Regions from separate parts of the Mus musculus genome. Here regions 1 and 3 are each linked to region 2. Evidence: chromatin contacts called from public ChIA-PET and Hi-C data. All regions are on one chromosome and are shown on one strand. Each heading gives the region's core, a stretch centred on a gene start, on an enhancer-like site or on the middle of the called end of the contact. The rest is flanking DNA. Distances are from core to core; before and after follow the strand shown. Region 1 has its middle 73 kb from the start of Lyst. Region 2 holds the start of Gng4 (guanine nucleotide binding protein (G protein), gamma 4). Region 3 overlaps Nid1 (nidogen 1).

The links. Hi-C and Micro-C count contacts between places; a contact is called where the count stands out from the background. ChIA-PET counts read pairs in DNA pulled down with a chosen protein or histone mark.
Region 1: a contact with region 2 is called in a Hi-C map of bone marrow-derived macrophages, with 36 read pairs. The contact joins the enhancer-like site here to the promoter of Gng4 in region 2. A contact is called at or near these places in 11 of 39 promoter capture datasets (the C10 cell line, the HPC-7 cell line, cranial neural crest and 7 more), 2 of 15 datasets of contacts at CTCF or cohesin (large pre-B cells and pro-B cells), 14 of 484 Hi-C or Micro-C datasets (B cells, the N1E-115 cell line, bone marrow-derived macrophages and 8 more), 6 of 115 datasets of contacts at active chromatin or transcription factors (embryonic forebrain, embryonic stem cells, large pre-B cells and 2 more) and 5 of 9 other capture datasets (adipose tissue, embryonic stem cells, liver and 2 more).
Region 3: a contact with region 2 is called in an RNA polymerase II ChIA-PET map of memory CD8 T cells, with 4 times the contacts expected there. The contact joins the enhancer-like site here to the promoter of Gng4 in region 2. A contact is called at or near these places in 3 of 39 promoter capture datasets (embryonic stem cells, liver and pre-B cells), 3 of 484 Hi-C or Micro-C datasets (bone marrow-derived macrophages and erythroblasts), 3 of 115 datasets of contacts at active chromatin or transcription factors (bone marrow-derived macrophages, memory CD8 T cells and stem cell-derived neural progenitor cells) and 2 of 9 other capture datasets (liver and macrophages).

What each region holds. Positions count from the first base shown.
Region 1 is chr13:13,515,449-13,519,032 of GRCm38.p6, forward strand. No RefSeq gene overlaps it. Among named protein-coding and RNA genes, the nearest start is that of Lyst, 73 kb to the right of the region's middle. Within about 2 kb of position 1,588, at least 90 of the 459 cell types and tissues checked have an H3K27ac peak or open chromatin away from gene starts, as enhancers often do. A contact at or near this core is called in B cells, the HPC-7 cell line, adipose tissue and 6 more, where this site is marked.
Region 2 is chr13:13,782,816-13,786,449 of GRCm38.p6, forward strand. Gng4 (guanine nucleotide binding protein (G protein), gamma 4) reads left to right here and starts at 1,492. Exons shown (of 4, transcript NM_010317.3): 1 at 1,492-1,828.
Region 3 is chr13:13,490,646-13,494,206 of GRCm38.p6, forward strand. All of the region lies in intron 12 of Nid1 (nidogen 1), which reads left to right. Among named protein-coding and RNA genes, the nearest start is that of Nid1, 55 kb to the left of the region's middle. Within about 2 kb of position 1,671, at least 32 of the 459 cell types and tissues checked have an H3K27ac peak or open chromatin away from gene starts, as enhancers often do. A contact at or near this core is called in memory CD8 T cells, where this site is marked.

The sequences.
Region 1 (3,584 bases), core at 338-2,837, 270 kb before region 2:
AATAGGTTGGGGAGGGCTGCATCATTTTTAAAATGTAGTTAATGACACTGAAGTATGCACTTAAAATAGCTACAAGGGAAACTTTTGAATTATATATTCTCTTTTGTTTAATTACTTTGTTAAGAGCTCATCGTGTAGCTCAGGCTAGCCTCAAACTCACAATTTTTCTGCCTCATCTCCCAGTTCTGGGATTAAGGCCTGTGCCATGGCACCAGTTCTGTAGTACATACATGTATACAATATGTATACATGTTTATATATTACATAACAATATTTTACTATAATTTAAAAATTGTCATGTACAGCCTTATGAGCTTTGCATATTTATTATATTATATTTATATTGCAATAAAGTTGTTTTGTTTTACTGCAAAGCCAAATTTCCTAGTTACCTAAAAAGGGCAAAATACTGGTCTGGGCATTGTCGCAGCTGACTAGTCCTATGAAGACTATGAGGCTTTCCTTAGGATCCTGTCAGGAAGGGACTTTGCAGATGACCTGTCACTCTTTTCTTTCTCCCCACCCACCCCCTCTCTCTTGTGAGACAGGGTTTCTCTGTGTAACCCTGGCTGTTCTGGAACTTAATTTGTAGACCAGACTGGCCTTGCTTCTGCCTCCCAAGTGCTGGGATTAAAAGCGTGCACAAACTTTTATTATTATTTACATTATATTGTTATATTATATTATTATTTATTATACTAATAATATATTTATTTTAAATTTATGTGCATTGGTGTTCTGCCTGCATGTATGTGAAGGTGCCAGATCTCATGGACTTGAAGCTGCAGACAGCTGTGAGCTACCATGTGGGAACAGGGAACTGAACCAGGGTCCTCTGGAAGAACAGCTAGTGCTCCTAAATGCTGAGCTACCTCTGCAACCCCAACAGGCCGGCTCCCCCGACTCCCAACCCCCATGGCCAGCTTATTTTAAAAACATGGATTCTGGGGATCGAACTCTGGTCTTCTTGTTTTGTTTGGTGTGGGGGATGTAAGCTTGACTAGCTAGCATGTGTGTGGAGCCCTGGGTTTGACCCTTAGCTCTTAGCTCCGAATCCTGTAATCCAAGCACTTCGGAGGTGGAGGCAGAAGGATCAGAAGTTCAAGGCCATCCTTGGCTACACAGTGAGTTCAAGGTCAGCCTGGGCTTTGTGCGATCCTGGCGCTGGGGATCCAACCACAGTTTCGTGAATGCTAGGTAACTAACTACCAACGGAGCTACAGCCCCATCCGTGCGATTTTTAGAGGCTTCTCGAACAAACCCATCTGAAGATCACAGTTCTGAAGGGGAGGTTAAGGATCCTTTAGTAGCAAAACTATCTCTGTTCATTTCCTCTTTCACCAGGGTGTGGAGCTCAAAGGCCACAGCCAAAATCTTAGAGGAGTTTAGCAAGAAAGAGGGACATCTACAAAGTGATCCTTGTTAAGATGGCACAGAAATTAAGACATGGAAGTGCCAGAAAGCTCGAGAACTTTGAGAATGGCTTCTTGGACACTTGCCTCTCAAGAGGGGCACCGATGAGCATAGAGAGCATTCAGCCTGTTTTCAGCCTAGCTAGCCTCTCAGTTGAAATCTCGCTGGTTTGCCAACGCAGTTCCAAATGTGACCACAAGAGGTCAGAGCCGCTCAATGCACGAAGCATCACAAGATGACCTTAACTCATGCTGGTCACCTCCCAAAGGCCGACCTGTAAAACATAAAGGTGGAGTTAGTTATTCTGAAACTGCTCCATGCCTCACAGTGGGGGTTAAACTCTGGAAGAAGTTTAAAAGGGATAAACTTTTATCAAAAGTGGCCACTCCCGTGGGAAGTCACCTTTAACAGTGAACAAGAATTTGAATGAAGCTTGCTAGAAATAAAATGGCTTGGCCCGGACGAGTATGAGACCTTCGGAGACTGGCACTAGAAACACACGTTAGCATCTTATAAATACAACATGTTCTTCAAAGTAGTGAAACTGGGTCAACAAAGCCAGAAAGAAAAATAGGCTGTAAGTCTCAAGTGTCACTTGAGAGCACACTCAGGTGTCACCAGTTGTATACTAGGAATTGAACCTGAGTCCTTGTGCATGCTCGGCAAACACTCTACCACTGAACTCCATTCCTAGCCCAGACTGCCGGTGTTCTTAGTATTAGGTAGGACCATCATTTGATGGTGACAGTGCAGAGGGCCTTTTGTGATGATTCTTCAGCTCGTAGAAACCTCTAACCTTCTGGTTGCTTTGACTGAACCAAATGAAGTTATTTTTTGTTTTTTGTTGAGACTGAAAGATCCTGACAGAATGTAAAAGGTCACAGAAGCCCATTGGCAAGATAGATGTCAGTGTTAGCAGAACTAGCTTCACTGATTTAGAAAAATAGAGGTGCACAATGCTCTGGCCACTCCTTGAATCTGTGTGTCTGCCAATGTTTTGACCATTCCTTGACTCATGTGTGTGCCCACTGATGAAGCCCATTGCCAGGTGTTTGTGATATTGGTGGCTGAGAAAGAGTCAGAAAATCTCCCCAGCAACCACAGCCCGGCCAATCCTGAGTTGCTGCACCTGCACCAGACTCTTTCCTTGTACCCCTCCCATACCCATTTCTTGAGAATAGACATTGTTTAGTTCTGGAATCCCCTACTCCCCCCACTTCTCCTTTCTTCCCGAGGGCCTATAAAAACTGGGACCTCTTTCCCCTCGAGGTCGACTCCTCTACCCCAGCGTGGGATATGAGTTGTCCCCAGAGCTCTGGCTTTCCCCAATAAAGCCTCATGTGGTTTGCAACAAGCTCGGTCTATCGTGAGTTCTTGGATGTCTGCTATTGTCCTGAGGCCTGAGCGAGGGGCTCCTCTGGGAGTCTTTCAAGACCATTGGTTCCCTTCTGACTGTTTCCTCTTTTGTGGTCAATATGATGGTAGCCTCCAGCTGGAGGACAGTCTTGGGGCAAAGTACTGCATTGCATCGAGGACACTGTGTGTGTGTGTGTTTGAGCCTACCCAAGCCAGAGATTGATGGAGCACTTCATAGTTTGTCTTTACAAGTCTACATGAATTTTGTGTTCAAGTCCAATAGTAACTGATTAATTACGTTAGTTTATTTGACTAGGCTCTCCTGCAGCCCATCCCTCCTGGATCTCTGTGTGGCTGAGGATGACCCTGACCTCCAGGCCCTCCTGCTTTCTCCTCCCACGTGCTGGGGTGCTGGGGGCAACCAACAGAACAGTTTTATAATAAATGTAAAATACCACATATTTTTCAACAATAAATTTAAAATGTTTATGCATTTGTGTGTGTGTGTGTGTGTGTCTGTCTGTCTGTCTGTCTGTCTATATACACAGTACTCACAGAGGCCAGAAGAGGGCATAAAATCCCCTAGAACTGGAATTAGGTGATTGTGAACCTACCAATATGGGTGCTGGGAACTGGCCTCTCATCCTCTGGAAGCTCTTTTAACCACAGAGTCATCATCCCTACTCATAAAATGCCATTTTAACCCCTTAACATTTGCCTTGGGTTGAATTGTAGCCTGCCAAAAAGATAGGCATGGCTTTAACCCCAATACTTCACAATGTGATATTTAGAAATAAGGTCTTTTCAGATATAGT
Region 2 (3,634 bases), core at 242-2,741:
TTAGATATTATTGTCTGCCGTACCAGAAGCAATTGGTCTCTTTGAGTCGGCTGCCCCTCTACCCTTGTACTCAACACTGAATCAACTCCGTTGCTTTTAATTATCCTTAATCATGATATACTTAGGATATTTAATGTGTCCCAGAGGTCCGATGTGTTACTCGTTTGGCCCCCAGAAGGGCTGCTCCTGGAAGAGGGTAGGGTCTTTGTATAGGAGGCTGCCCAAAAGGATACAACTCCCTCCAGAGCCCTAGAGACTGAATATTGGTCTGACAAGAAGGGGCCTGGGAGAAATGGAGGAGTCCCAGTAGCCACCCAGTCTACCGGAGAGTTTATCTATTGAAGTGCCATGCAGTTGAACAGTTGGCACAACTCGTTAGAATTCTGGTGAGAGGAAACCTAAGGTCAACTTTCCTGCAGCTGGTTTGTGGAAAGAGTGTACAACCGAGCCAGGGCTTGCAGGGGAGACGTGAATCCAAGAGGAAAAATAGTGGACACGATTGTGTGCTGCTTGAATTTTCAACAGTAGTGACTATAGGATCTCAGCCTCTGCCTTGTGAATATTACTGGCTAAATCATTGCGACGTCATTTAATTCTGAGGCCTAAAGGGACTCCTGGGAACTGTGAAGACAATCAGTGTGATTTCCCACCCCACTGCGTCTTTCCAGCCTCTCTGGGCAGTTTCACTCAGCAGCCTAAGTGCACCTCTGTCCACGGTACTGTGAGGCATGTCAGATAGATATGCGAAAATCTAAGGCACCCTGTGTAGTGTCACTTTCTGCAGGGATAGTTAGGGAAGGTGAACAGGAGGAAGGAAGATTTTCAAGAAATCTGTCAGTGGTGTTCAGACAGAAGTAATACGGTTTCCTCCTTCTTTATGCATTTACTGCCTGAAATGTTTTCTCTGCTTCTGTCTTCAGAGGGCTTTGTATTATTTCCTGAGTTGAAAAACAGACGTGGCTGAAGCTGCGTCTCAAGGAAGAGGAGTTTGGTAATTCATCGGTTTACAATGAGACTCACAAAACACAGTTCCATTAGGACGAGGCTTGGCAGGCCATGACCATCTCACCGTTGGGAGTCGCCAGGATTCCCCGTGGCAGCAGTTCCTTGCTGTCCACTCACACCCTTGTGACTGGCTGGGAGGCAGCTGTTCTGCCAAGCCTGGCCGGGTGGCGGTCTTGCCCGCGTTGCTTAGCGACGTCTGCGTAAGATTGGTGCGCATTTCCAGATGTTCAGCATCTGCGCTAACAGCGCCCACCTTCCTCGGCGTGAGGCACCCTAGGTGTCCCCAGGTGAAGTACCCTGAGCTGGCCGTCCCCACTCTGCACTTGGGGATCTGCCTCGAGCCATAAACCCTCCAAGGCTGCGCACTCCCCGGGAGGGCGGGTTTGGGTGAGGCCCGGGATTTGGGGCGCGCGGAGCCCGGAGTGGGAGCCCCAGTGACGCACCAGTGACGTCGGCGGCGGCGGGCGGGATTTCCCGGCCCCTCCCGGCGCGGGAGGAGACCTGCTGCGAAGGAGTGGGTGCGGCCAGCGTGGCGCAGCAGGCGAGGGTTGGGGGGTCACCGTCTTGCACCCAGTGGGCCCACTGCGCAGACCCGAGGTCCCGCTTGCGGGTGGCTTTGCTGTGGCTTGTGCTCCGTGCCGCGCCCCCTTTTCTCCCCAGACGCGCAGGGTCTTCTGTGGTCCGGGACCCCGCGGGTGGCGACGCGGGGCGCGCTTTCACTGAGCCCGGGGCGAGCGATGCCGCTTGGCCTGGCCAACCCCGTCGAGCGCCGCGCCGGGGACCCAGCCCGCGTCTGAGCAGCGCCGGCTGCGCGCCGGCTGCGGTAAGTGGCGCCCGAGGCCCCCGGGAGGGCGCGGCGCCTCGTCGGGGAACCTCGGTCCGGGCCCCGACAGCTCCGAGAGACCCTGGGCGAAATCTAAAAGTCTCAGAACTGAAGAGATATTCTAGCTCCTGGGTCTTCCCTGGAGGTGCCTCAGCACGCTTCACAAAGACCTGTGGTTCGTTGTGGTGGCGGCCGCTTGGTGCACGGCCGCGGGGCGCCTCCAGCCTAAGCCTCCCTAATGTCCACAGGTAGCCCGAGTCTCGGGGGACACAGCCGAATCCCCCGGGGTCGAGGAGGGCCGAGGCCCTCATGGGACTCTTCTTCATCAGTGGGGCGTAGAGGTCCCTTATGGCTGGCCATGATCATAAAGGACGCCCCCTCGTCCCACCCCCCACCATGCAGAAGATCACAGGAGATGGATGGCATGGCCACTGATAATTTTGTTTGGAGCAGTGTTTTGGCAGGGGTTCGCAGACGCTCTCTGCTTTCCCGACGCCAGGACAACTGCCTGGGGTAGAGAGGGAAGAGCACGGTGACCTGGGCGAGTTTGTGCCCTCCCTCTCGATGGCGACTGTCCCCGAAGCAGGTGCTGAAACGCGCTGCTGAGCTCACGGGGCATAGCTTTGGGAGAGCGAGCTTTGCTTTAATTTTTAGTCTCCTGGGAAATAATGAGGCAAGATGCCAGTTATGGCTGCAAAAGGCTCCTTCATTTAGACTAGTCTGCTTCTTGTCGTGTATTTTGAGCTAAGATGTGAGCGAGGGTACTTGCAAATGTGAAAGTTTGATCCAGTGATAGATAAATCCCGTCCTCGCTTCCCAGGCCTCCGGGGTCTGTAAAAGGCTGGCAGCAGACAGGCCGGCGTTTCAGCCAGAGCAAGTCTGCGAGACCGTGCTAGGGTTCCGGTGAAAAAGCGTCACTCCTGCCGTCTGCTCCAAAGCGAGGTGTGATGGCCCCCAAGGCTGCAGCTAGGCTCTTGGGCTGCGTGCAGGCTGCCTGGTTCTTCATTACTGGGGCACCACCGCCCTTTTCCTCTTGTTGGCTTGCAAGGAGGAAGGCAGCCACCTCCTCCTCTGGTCCTGTTAACCTGGTATTGGCCACTTGGGGGTGGGATGGGGAAGACCTGGTGCTTTCAGTCCTGAGAAACAAGACACAAGGTGCTTGTAAACTGTACTTGGGGTTTCTGGATTTCTCCGGCCTGCTGAGAGGTGGCGATGAAAATGCAGAACCTGCTGGGGTGCGTTGCTAGCCAAGGGACTCTCGGGCTCAGAGCTATGGAACCTGCAACCGTTAGGCCCCAGTCCTTTCCCCTCCTAATAAAACCCATGGAGGAAGCAATGGAGGGAATTTTGGGGCAGGGAACTGCACAGGGAAGGAAGGGCCATCCTGACTAGTTTATGCCTGTCTGACTAGCTGCCATCCCCCCTTTTCATGGTAGTCTGTGAGAAAGTACCCATAGGGGAGATTTCCCTTGTTCATTCCCTAGAATCTGAAGAATGGCCATCCCCAAAGCTCCCAAATCTCCATCGCTCTTCATAATTGTGGATTTTTAGATGGCACAGGGCCCTTGCCTCTGGCCTGTCTCAGGGTCCCTGGACACCTGGGACGGAGAGTGGCTGTGTTTGCTTCCACCCAGGGCACAGTCACACTCAGCACCTGCCAGGGATGCAGCCCAGCAGTACTGCCAGATCCCACTGCCACCTTCCTGACTTTGTCTCACTTTGTCTGCTCGACAGGGGGTGGGGGGATGGGGGGTGTCTTGGCAGGGTGTATTGGGAGTGCCTTTGGGGGAAATTTGAAGCAATGTC
Region 3 (3,561 bases), core at 421-2,920, 290 kb before region 2:
ACCATCTGTAATGGTTAACCTCTTCTGGTGTATCTAAAGAGAGCAATGGTGTACTCACATACATAAAATAAATAAATCTTTAAAAAAAAGAAATTGAATCTTATCATTTTGAAGACTGTCAAACCCTAGCATCTGTTTTCAGGAAGCAGGGAACCCAAGAAAGCCAATACCATTTAGTTCAGGTGTGAAGGCCATAGAACCAAGAAAGCGTATGTTCGAATTCCAGTCCAGAAGCTAGTAGCCTTGTGACCTAGAAAAGGCTTATGTTTGGTTTGATCAAAAACATAGGAAACAAATGATTTCTGGTTTGGAGGCTATCAGACAGAAACAATCTTTCTCTTTCTCTTTCTCTTTCTCTTTCTCTTTCTCTTTCTCTTTCTCTTTCTCTGTCTCTGTCTCTGTCTCTGTCTCTGTCTCTGTCTCTGTCTCCCTGTCTCCCTGTCTCTCTGTTTGTCTGTCTCTCTATCCCCTCCCCCCTCATAGGTCTTACTATGTAGCCCTAGTTGTCCTGGAGCTCCATATGTAAACTAGACTGGCCTTGAACTCACAGAGATCCTCCTAACTCTCAGAATGCTGGGATCAAAGTCGTGTGCTACCATGTCTGGGCAAGAGTTCTCTTTATTCAGAAGAGGAGCAAGTTTGTCTGTGTTCTGTTTATGTCTTTACATGACTGGATGAGGCCAGAAAGAACAATGTACATAGAATGTCAACCTTAATAATGCCATCCAGAAACAGGATGATGTGACCAAATGTCTGGTCTAGCCACATGGACATAAGATCAACAGAAGCCTGGGAGTGTTGGGGAATGGAATGTATGATGGGGAGATGGGATGAAGGGCCCAAGATGGGGGGAGGTTTAACTAAAGTATGGAATGTTTTACATCACCTGTTACTGACCTGAATATGCAGCCTTGGGAATTGCTGCTTACCTGAGACTTGAGTGGCCCCTCCTTGGCATGTAGGCATCCCAGAAGCCTCAAGCCAGGTTAGGTTTGAGACTAGGAACTGGTCAGACTCTCAGGAAACACTGTTGAACAAATGCTCATAGATGGCTGCCAGCTATACAGAACCTACTAGGCATACCCAGTGTCTGTGTTTGTCAGTTTTCAGCTGAGGGAACAAAATACCCAAGACATCAACTTGAAGAAGGGAAGTTTTGTTTTGGGTCACGGTGTCAGATCATTGTCGAGGTTGTTGCTTTGGGCTGGGGTGAGGCAGAACCTCATGGTGGGGAGCACGGAGCAAAGCTGAGGACCTCACTGGCAGCTAAGAAGCAAGAAGAGAGTGGGAGTGTGGTGAGGTGGCTCAGCAGGCAGAGTGCTTGCTGCCTCGAGTCTGGCAACCTGAGCTTGATCCCCTGAAGACATGGTGGGAGGAAAGACTCTCACAAGTTGTTCTTTGTGCTCTCTCACATGGGCTTGCATGTGTGCATGAACACACACACACACACACACACACACACACACACTGCTTTAAAAAAAATCACTGCTAAAGGAGAAGAGGGCCACCTTCTGTTTCTGAAATTACAGGTTGTGGCTATAGCTCTGCCCACAGATTTTGATGGGAGGGACACATAAAGAAGCAGTCCTGGCCACTAGAGCTGAGTGAGGTGTTCCAGCTGCTGTTAAAACAGCCAGCATTCAGCATTTCTGTGGGCTGCTTTCACATCTCCAGTTCAAAGAGAAACAGATGTCTAAGTTTTTGTTTCGATTTTTTAGAAAGTCTGACTCCTTGCCCTATCTTTAAGGCTCTGTTTACTAAACAGAAACAGATCTAGACTTGTAGTCTGGGATGTGGCGATGGGACACAGATAATGTCAATAAGGGCCATCTGCTAAGATGGCTTATTTATTTAATGTTGTTCTCAGAAGAAAGCCAACATCCAGTTATATACCCAAGGGGGCATGCCCTAGAAATAAATGTACAAGAATGTTTATGTATCATTTATAATAAAAAAAAACAATCTAAATATCTAATGTCTTAGTCAGGGTTTCTATTCCTGCACAAACATCATGACCAAGAAGCAGTTGGGGAGGAAAGGGTTTATTCAGCTTACACTTCCACATTGCTGTTTATCATCAAGGAAGTTAGGACTGGAACTCAAGCAGGTCAGGAAGCAGGAGCTGATGCAGAGGCCATGGAGGGATGTTCTTTACTGGCTTGCTTCCCCTGGCTTGTTCAGCTTGCTCTCTTATAGAACCCAAGACTACCAGCCCAGAGCACTAATTGAGAAAATGCCTTACAGCTGGATCTTGTGGAGGCATCTCCCCAACTGAAGCTCCTTTCTCTATGATAACTCCAGCCTGTGTCAAGTTGACACCTCAAACCAGCCAGTACATCTAGCAACAAGAAGAATGGAAAGATGAATTTTAGTTTAAATTGTACTATGAAGTAACAGGCAACAGCCAAAACAAATGGACTGTAGCAATAGATAAACCTCAAAAGATAATGTTGAAATACATTACAAAAGGTTTTACACACACACACACACACACACACACATTGAATAAGTGTGTTTTGTTTATCTGTTTGGTTTTGTTGTAGAAAGGGGATATAGCCTAGTGGTAGAGTGTTTGCCTAGCATATGTGAGGTCCCAGCTTCAATCCCCAACACAGATGAAGAAGAGGGGAAAGAGGAAGAGGACTCATTGCAGGGGAGGGAACTTTAGGAGGTAAGGCTGGAGATCATAGGTTATTGGAGGGAGCGCTGGAACGCCAGCTCCTTCTTATTCTTGCTTTTTTTTTTTTAATTAGGTATTTTCCTCATTTACATTTTCAATGCTATCCAAAAAGTCCCCCATACCCACCCCCCAATCCCCTACCCACCCACTCCCCCTTTTTGGCCCTGGCGTTCCCCTGTACTGGGGCATATAAAGTTTGCAAGTCCAATGGACCTCTCATCTTGCTTTTTGGTCACCATGACGTGACTCATCTTCCTCTACCATGAATTCCCCTCCATGAAGCTATGCATCACCACAGACGCAAAGACAAACAGTAAGCCTCTCCTTTGTTTCCATAACAACCACTTCTCCACCCCCCTGAACTCCCTGAGAAATGATTCTCATCTTCCCTCCCACCTACATGCTCTGAGGCCTTTCATGGTTCTCGGCTCATGGCAGTTTCCAGTGAGTGTTTATAACACACTTAAAGCAGATAAGCAGTCTGAGGATCCCCCAGGGCTTTGGTCTGGGAAGAAGTTATGTCATTTCCCACAGTGGCAGCAGCAGCACAGAGAACAGAAGCCATTGCCTTTCCTGGTGTTTAATGCCTTTTTCTGTTCCCTCTCATTATCTGCCTTTTCCTTGTTGCCTATTCATTGCCTCTTCCTGAGCTTCCCTCCCATCCAGCATCCTTGGGCTCACATTGGGCAGAAGTTTGACACATTCACGAGTAGACACCTAAGGTTTTTATTGTAATTGGTGTTCTTCGGAAATAGCTAGGGACTTCAGGTTTAGGACCATGTTGGAGACATTGTATTCTGTCCTTTTAAATTCTCATTCTGGGAACCATAGCCATGCAGGGCAGATGCGTCTGTTCAGCAGCTAGTGATGTCCCAAAGCCA